Regions from separate parts of the Danio rerio genome. Here region 2 is linked to region 1. Evidence: chromatin contacts called from public HiChIP or PLAC-seq data. All regions are on one chromosome and are shown on one strand. The core of a region is the stretch at or near the end of the contact, and the rest is flanking DNA. Distances in the headings are between cores, read along the strand shown.

Evidence for each region. HiChIP or PLAC-seq counts read pairs in DNA pulled down with a chosen protein or histone mark.
Region 2: a contact with region 1 is called in an H3K4me3 HiChIP or PLAC-seq map of gastrula embryo, with 3 times the contacts expected there. The contact joins the promoter of gpr12 here to the promoter of cdk8 in region 1. A contact is called at or near these places in 2 of 4 datasets of contacts at active chromatin or transcription factors (embryo and gastrula embryo).

Annotation. Positions count from the first base shown.
Region 1 is chr24:25,393,129-25,396,936 of GRCz12tu, reverse strand. cdk8 (cyclin dependent kinase 8) reads right to left here and starts at 2,058. Exons shown (of 13, transcript NM_194408.2): 1 at 1,606-2,058. The coding sequence starts at 1,733.
Region 2 is chr24:25,467,431-25,471,238 of GRCz12tu, reverse strand. gpr12 (G protein-coupled receptor 12) reads left to right here and starts at 1,816. Exons shown (of 2, transcript XM_005162738.6): 1 at 1,816-1,979; 2 at 3,303-3,808. The coding sequence starts at 3,311.

The DNA.
Region 1 (3,808 bases), core at 809-3,308:
TATAGGGAGCATGTCACAACAAGTTGACACTTTCCCTCAATGCTCATGATCCCCAGATTCATCGGAGGTGGTTATAAATATACAAACGTTGTACACACAACAATAGGCCTTGTTAAACACGAGCATATTGACAACACAAAAAACTGCAACAGTCTAACAACCATAGGCTATAATTTATATGGTCATTTATGAATGTGTTTAATACTAACCTCACCTAATGAGACCGGTGTTTTTAAGCACAAGTCTGTTCTTGGTTTAATTTTGGAGACCAGCCTGTCAGTAGCCTGTATATATTTTAATGTATTCAATTGCCACAAAATTGTCAGAGTCAGAGATATGTCAAGATCAAGGTGGTGATATGAAATCAATCTGCTGCAGCTGATGCTATTACTGTTGTGTTCATCTAAAATAAACGCACCAATCCAACAAGAAAAAATTAAAAGGCTGATGGCTTTTTATTTGCATGTTGTTGCTTTTTTATGTAACAATAACCTACTATTTTTATCTTCTGTGGGTTATGGTTAATTACGGTAATTCTAATAGAAGGTTTCACCAAGTTAAATTGTAGACTTTAAGACATTTTTAAGACCATTATGAATGAAATTTTCTCTAGCCCTATCAAAAATGATGAAAATTGTATACATTTAAACATACAATAATAATAATTGTGTTTTATTATTTTTGTATTAATTGTCAAATCTATCCATTCACAAACCCTATAACCCTTACCAAGAACAGAACAAAACATAGCTGTCAATTACTTCAGTCTATAGTAATAAATAATAATAGAAATATGTAGGCCAGGTCAGTATCCTCAGCAGTAAATAAATGGAGAACTTTTAATCAAATGTATGTTACTGTAAAGAAAGTAATTAAATGCTATTTTTAAATTAAAAGTTTACGTTTAATTGATGTGGATTGTTGGTGATTGCATTGATGTTAATGGCTAGATCGGTTAACTATACATGAACAAAGAAAATTAAGACCTGTTAAAATAGATTTGAGACCTACAAAACACAACATTTCAGTAGATTTAAGACTGTTTAGGGGCTAAAATTTTGCTTTTGACAATTAAGACTTTGCGGATATCCTGTAAGAGTTTAATAAATTTATTTGACTTTTGGAAATCCGCAAGCGACACCCTGTCATTGTCCGGCGAACCCCACTTTGAGAACCACTGACATAAAACATGCATCAACATCAGAGCCACTAATACCAGGAGTCAATCTGTAGCAGAAATGCTCCATTGAGGCTTCGGGTTTACCGGTGTAAACAAGCCTTCGTAAAAAGTATCTTCGTCTTCATCATCACGAAGAAAAAACCCACAAATCAGCCGCACCTGTTCCCATCACAACAGCACAGCCTCGTCAATCACAACACTTGTGCCTGCTGCTGCTGACGTACATCCACAATCCCTTCAAAATAAGCCTGCGTTTAAACCGTGAACCCTGCATATCAATCTCACATCAGCTGCCGTGTCTCTCTAAAACCCCGAACCAATGGGCAAAAGCGCTCGGTGTGTTTTGGTTGTGTTTCAGAGGTCAAAAACGCGACGGGAGCGCAGGCCTCATATCGCTGCATTTAAGTCCGTCGTGCAAAACTCACCCATCTTTCCTCTTCGCTTTGTACACATGGCCATAAGTCCCCCGTCCAACTTTACATCCTTCGTACTCAAAGAGGTCCTCGACTCGTTCTCTCTCCCCGGTGAGCTTCACTTTGAAGTCATAGTCCATTTTCGGCGTGATTCTGGGGATCCGGGCTGTGGCTTCCCTTTAAAGCGCCGCTGGGGAGGCAACTTACTTCAAGCCCCGTTTAGACAATTAGTTGCCTTCCCTCGCGTCGCTCTGAGCTCGATTAAAGAGTCCTCATTTACCGCGAGCGATCACGGGCGGCTGAAACGACGTGTAGAGCGAGTGTGCTTTTGATCCGACACAAAGTGCAGAGTGTTATTGGACTAACAGTCGCTTTCTTTGATATTTCTGTGCAACTGCGCCGCTCAGCCGGTATCTCACCCGGGAGAGTTGAGCGTCCACGTACGGCAGTGTCGCAAAGCGTCGTGAAACCGTTCCCAAGCCCACAGACGTCGAGGCTTTGTGGCGCACCACGTGGATTTTAACCCTTTGTTTAGGAATGGATTTGTTTTTCAGTTTTATAGCATGTTTTGCATTTTAACCCTCTATGGCATGATTTTTAGTTTTAGGAGGGAAAAATGGTTTACCCTTATTTTTGGGTGCTTGGGGTCCCTTGTAATAAATCAATCATAAAATGTGCCCCCCTACATTTGTTTTGCATGTTCTCCCCATGTTTATGTGGGTTTCCTCCAGGTGCTCCAGCTTCCCCAACAGTCTGAATACATGCACTATAGTTGAATTGAAAAAGCTAAATTGGCCGTAGTATAAGTGTATGAATGCATGAGTATATGGGTTTTTCCCGGTGTTGAGTTGCGGCTGGAAGAGCGTCTGCTATGTAAAACATATGCTGGATAAGTTGTTGGTTCATTCCACTGTGGCGACCCCTGAATAATAAAGGTTCAAATTAATTAATAAAAAAATTATTTAATAAATCTCAACAAGTAATATTTCATCAATATCTAGCCATAAATGGTGTAATGTGTGTTCTTGTGGGGTACTGATTGAATGTACTTATTTACCAATGTTTATTATTCACTGTGGAACCTTAGTGCAGTGGTTGGTGCATGTGAAGCAAAGGGGACATAAGAGTGACAATAAGAGTGTCTTATAGACTATTTGAAAACAGCATAATTAAACAATTAAAAATTTCCCTAAGCTGATTTATCATATAGTAATTATAATGTAAACTGCCTCACCATAATCAATATAACAAATATTGAAAAAAACATATTGCAAGTAACTTTTAAAAATCATGTTTAATTGCAAAGGTAGATATAAACATCATTGCAAATAAAACGCACCCTCAATCAAAAACGTACTGTTTAAAAAATTACATAAAAATGGTAAAATAATGATTAAATTTTTCTGCATTAGGAGTGAAATTATCTTTGTGATCCAAACCATGAATATATGCAGAAAGAACCTAATAATAAGTTTAATAATACTGATATTACTATACTACTACTTACTAATAATTTAAAGAATAATAATAGCTTAATACTAATTTGCAAAAAAGGCTAAAAGGCATTTCCAAACATCAAATCATCAGTTGAGATGAAATTATCTTTGTGATGCAAACCCTAAATATATTTAGAAAGAACCTAATAATAACTTTATTATTACTGATGCTACCACTACTACTAGTAGTAATCTTAATAATAATAGCTAAATACTAATTTGAAAAAAGTCTAAAAGGCATTCCAAACATCAAATCAATGAGTGTGATACAGCTTTAAATTGTATTTTTGTACAGCAGAATGTGTCATGTTTAACTATATTTCTTTTGAGCAAAAACAAAACAATAAAAGCGATGACTATTATTTATACTTAGTCTATCATGATTTACAGAAGACACACACTAAAACGTAACTCGTTGTATAATAGTTTATATACACATACTGTATATTGGCAGGCATATTTACAGCAAAAATCATTTAATGGCATAATAAAATACTAATAAAGTTCAAAGTGTAGTGTGATCCCTGCTGAAAAATCCAGCTTAAACCAGCCTAGGCTGGTTGGCTGGTTTTAGAGGGTTTTTGGCCACTTCCAGGCTGGTTTCCAGCCATTTCCAACCTGGTCTTAGCTGGTCAGGCTGGGAGATGACCAGCTAAAACCAGCTTGACCAGCCTAGCCAGGCTGAAAGTCCAGCCAAAACCAGCTATATCCAGCGTAAA
Region 2 (3,808 bases), core at 567-3,066, 75 kb before region 1:
ATGGGTAGGGTTAGGGGTGGGGTTAGGTGAGCCCATTAAAAAGCATTGGATGCAGCCCAGATTGCACTGCACCGAGTCTGCAGCCAGACCCCTCTCCCCTCGCGGGCCTCTGATACTATTCCCGAACTTATTCAACGAAACACATAACATTTGTTTCATTTTAAAATTCACTCCCAACATAAAGTGTACATTAAAACAAAAAAGAACATACACGTATAATAAAAAAAACACAGTAAACACAATAAATAGTTGGGGGAAAAAAAAAAAAAAAAAAAAAAAAAAATATATATATATATATATATATATATATATATATATATATATATATATATATATATTTTTTTTTTTTTTTATTAATTGTTTATCATATTATTAATTAAAATAATGTTTATAATATATCAGAGTACACTGTTCATTGAACAATCAACATTTAAGGAGTTCTCTTTTACCAAAATGAAATAAAATAACGCTATGACCATTTGTTTACGTGTTGACGAATGAACCCATTAAACTATAGGTGAATTAGGTAAGATAAACCATCCGTAGTGTATGTCCTGTTTCTCCAGATTAGGTGTTGAGCGTTTGTCTAAAGACCCACCTCATAAAAACTAGAGGTTACGAAACACCAACATGGTGCGGCTAATATCACTTTGATAAAAACGACCCTGGGAGTAAGTAAAACATATAACCTACATTTACAGTGATTCATCTGTGAATGTTTATTAACATCTTTATACATGCTTCAAATGGTGATACCTTACTTTATACTTTAAAAGACACCTGGCAATCTTGATATATGGTGATCTGTTAATTAATAGAAAAAAAAATTAAAAATTAAAAAAAAAAAAAATATATATATATATATATATATATATATATATATATATATATATATATATATATATTTTTTTTTTTATTATTAATTGTTTATCAAATTTTAATTAAAATAATGTTTATAATATATCAGAGTACACTGTTCATTGAACAATCAACATTTAAGGAGTTCTCTTTTACCAAAATGAAATAAAATAACGCTATGACCATTTGTTTACGTGTTGACGAATGAACCCATTAAACTATAGGTGAATTAGGTAAGATAAACCATCCGTAGTGTATGTCCTGTTTCTCCAGATTAGGTGTTGAGCGTTTGTCTAAAGACCCACCTCATAAAAACTAGAGGTTACGAAACACCAACATGGTGCGGCTAATATCACTTTGATAAAAACGACCCTGGGAGTAAGTAAAACATATAACCTACATTAACAGTGATTCATCTGTGAATGTTTATTAACATCTTTATACATGCTTCAAATGGTGATACCTTACTTTATACTTTAAAAGACACCTGGCAATCTTGATATATGGTGATCTGTTAATTAATAGAAAAAAAATTAAAAATTTAAAAAAAAAAAAAATATATATATATATATATATATATATATATATATATATATATATATATATATATATATATATATTTTTTTTTTTTTTTTTTTTTTATTAATTGTTTATCATATTATTAATTAAAATAATGTTTATAATATATCAGAGTACACTGTTCATTGAACAATCAACATTTAAGGAGTTCTCTTTTACCAAAATGAAATAAAATAACGCTATGACCATTTGTTTACGTGTTGACGAATGAACCCATTAAACCTCCAGTCGCATACTTTATTTTGTGCGCAGCAGATAAAATAGGTGGCAGGACCTTCTGGTGCGCGGAGGAAGGCTCACCCCTCCCAGCGCCTTTTGCACAGCCGCAGTTGGTGCTCGTGCAGACGGCGAAGAGCCGCTAGAGGAGCCGCTGCTGCTGCTGTGAAGATCCTCCGGTCCGGCTTCATCTTCATCATCATCATCACAGCCTCCATCCGCCCGCGCCGCGCTGCACCTGCCGACAGCGCTGCCATTAAATACAATGGAAAGATCAGAGAGACACGGAAACATCTAAAACAGACGCATCTCCTCCAACAGACAAGGTAGGAAAGACTCCAGATGGGGAGCTACTGAAGGGGACCGGCTGTATCTGAAATCGTTATGCTCTGCATATTACTGCACATAAATCCTTTTTACACAGCAAGTGCTACAGCGTTATTGAAAAGCTGAAGGGATTCAGAGGAAGCAGTGCTTGCAGGATCTGATTGCAGTGAAAATGTGCTTTGAGGGTCCATATGTGAGAGATCTGATGCAGAGGCGCCTTTATAAGCAGGAACCCGCCTTTATTTAATATCAGCACTCAACAGGGCCCTCCCTTTTTCTTCATTCTCCACCATTGTATTCAAAAGTATCTCAATAATTGCTGCTTATGTGCAGCTTTAATAACGGTGAGGTGAAATGTGTTGTAATTGATCATAATTAGATTCTTTGTTCTTTGTTAAGACAGTAACCGAGAAGTAATGTAATTTAAGTGAACAATTGCTTCTGTGAAAATTATTATCAGATAGTTTTGTAGACATTTCAGTTACATATGGTTATACAAGCCTTGTGTTTTCCAGGATGCGTATTAGTGTGAATGCATTGTGTTAATGTTATTTTCGCAATAATTTTTAATGTGGAAAAAATATTGAAATCATGTGGTTAACCTATCTAGGGTAAATATGTATTAAAATATACAAAACATTGCATTTGAATGGAATTGGCAGTAATATTTATTTTATAATTATATATAAAGCAACATATTTCTTTTTTAAATTACATTTTTCAGATTTTTCCAGCACTAAATTCTCTTGAAAAATTAAGAAAAATATTTCATAGTAACTAATTTGTAATATTTGAGAAATAAATGCATAAAAAATCCAATAAATAATTGGAACTAATAATAATCATTATAACAATAATAAATAATAATCATTTTATTACGTATTTTAAGTCTAAGTTTAATTATTGTTAGGTTGTTAGGATTTATACATCCATACAATTAAGCTTTGGCCACCACAACCCCAAACTGTGGTGCAAAATAATCCTTAATATTCAAAAGTAATATCTCAAAATAAAAAATATTGTCATTATTTACTTACCATAACATTTCATTCTAAACCTTGTGGCCTTTTTTTCTTTGCAACACAAAACAAGATAATTTGAAGAATTTTGGTGTCAAAGCATGCCTCAGTGACATCCATTAAATCAGCAGAAACTACAACAGAAGTCAACATGACTGTAAAATGTCTTCTCTTGTGCTCTAATAGGAAAACGTCATAGGAATTGTCATGTTTGTAGACTATACTTGTGTTGTGTTATGTTGATTTATCCCCTTCTTTAGACTAGTGCTCATTATGTTTGTCTGTGTGTGTTATTTCAAACAGGAGGCAGAATGAGTGAAGAGGTGTCAGTTTCTCCAAGCTGGCTGGCTCAAGAACCCACCTGGGGCAGCAGCGGCGCGGGGAGCATAGAGAACATCACTGTGGGAACATACTCACCGGCGGTCATCCTGCCAGCGAGACCACCTACGGAGCTGCTGGTGAACCCGTGGGACATCGTACTCTGTTCATCTGGCACCCTCATCGCCTGTGAAAACGCCCTGGTGGTTTTGGTCATCTGGCAGAACCCGGCTTTACGCGCTCCGATGTTTCTACTGATCGGCAGTCTAGCTCTAGCTGACCTATTGGCTGGTTTGGGATTAGTCCTGCACTTTACTTTCGCATACCTACTGCGCTCTGATTCAGCCCAGCTGTTGACTGTAGGTCTGGTGGTGGCGTCCTTCTCCGCATCAGTTTTCAGCCTGCTGGCCATCACCATTGACCGCTACCTGTCGCTGTACTACGCCCTCACCTACAACTCCGAACGAACTGCCGCCTTCACATACACCATG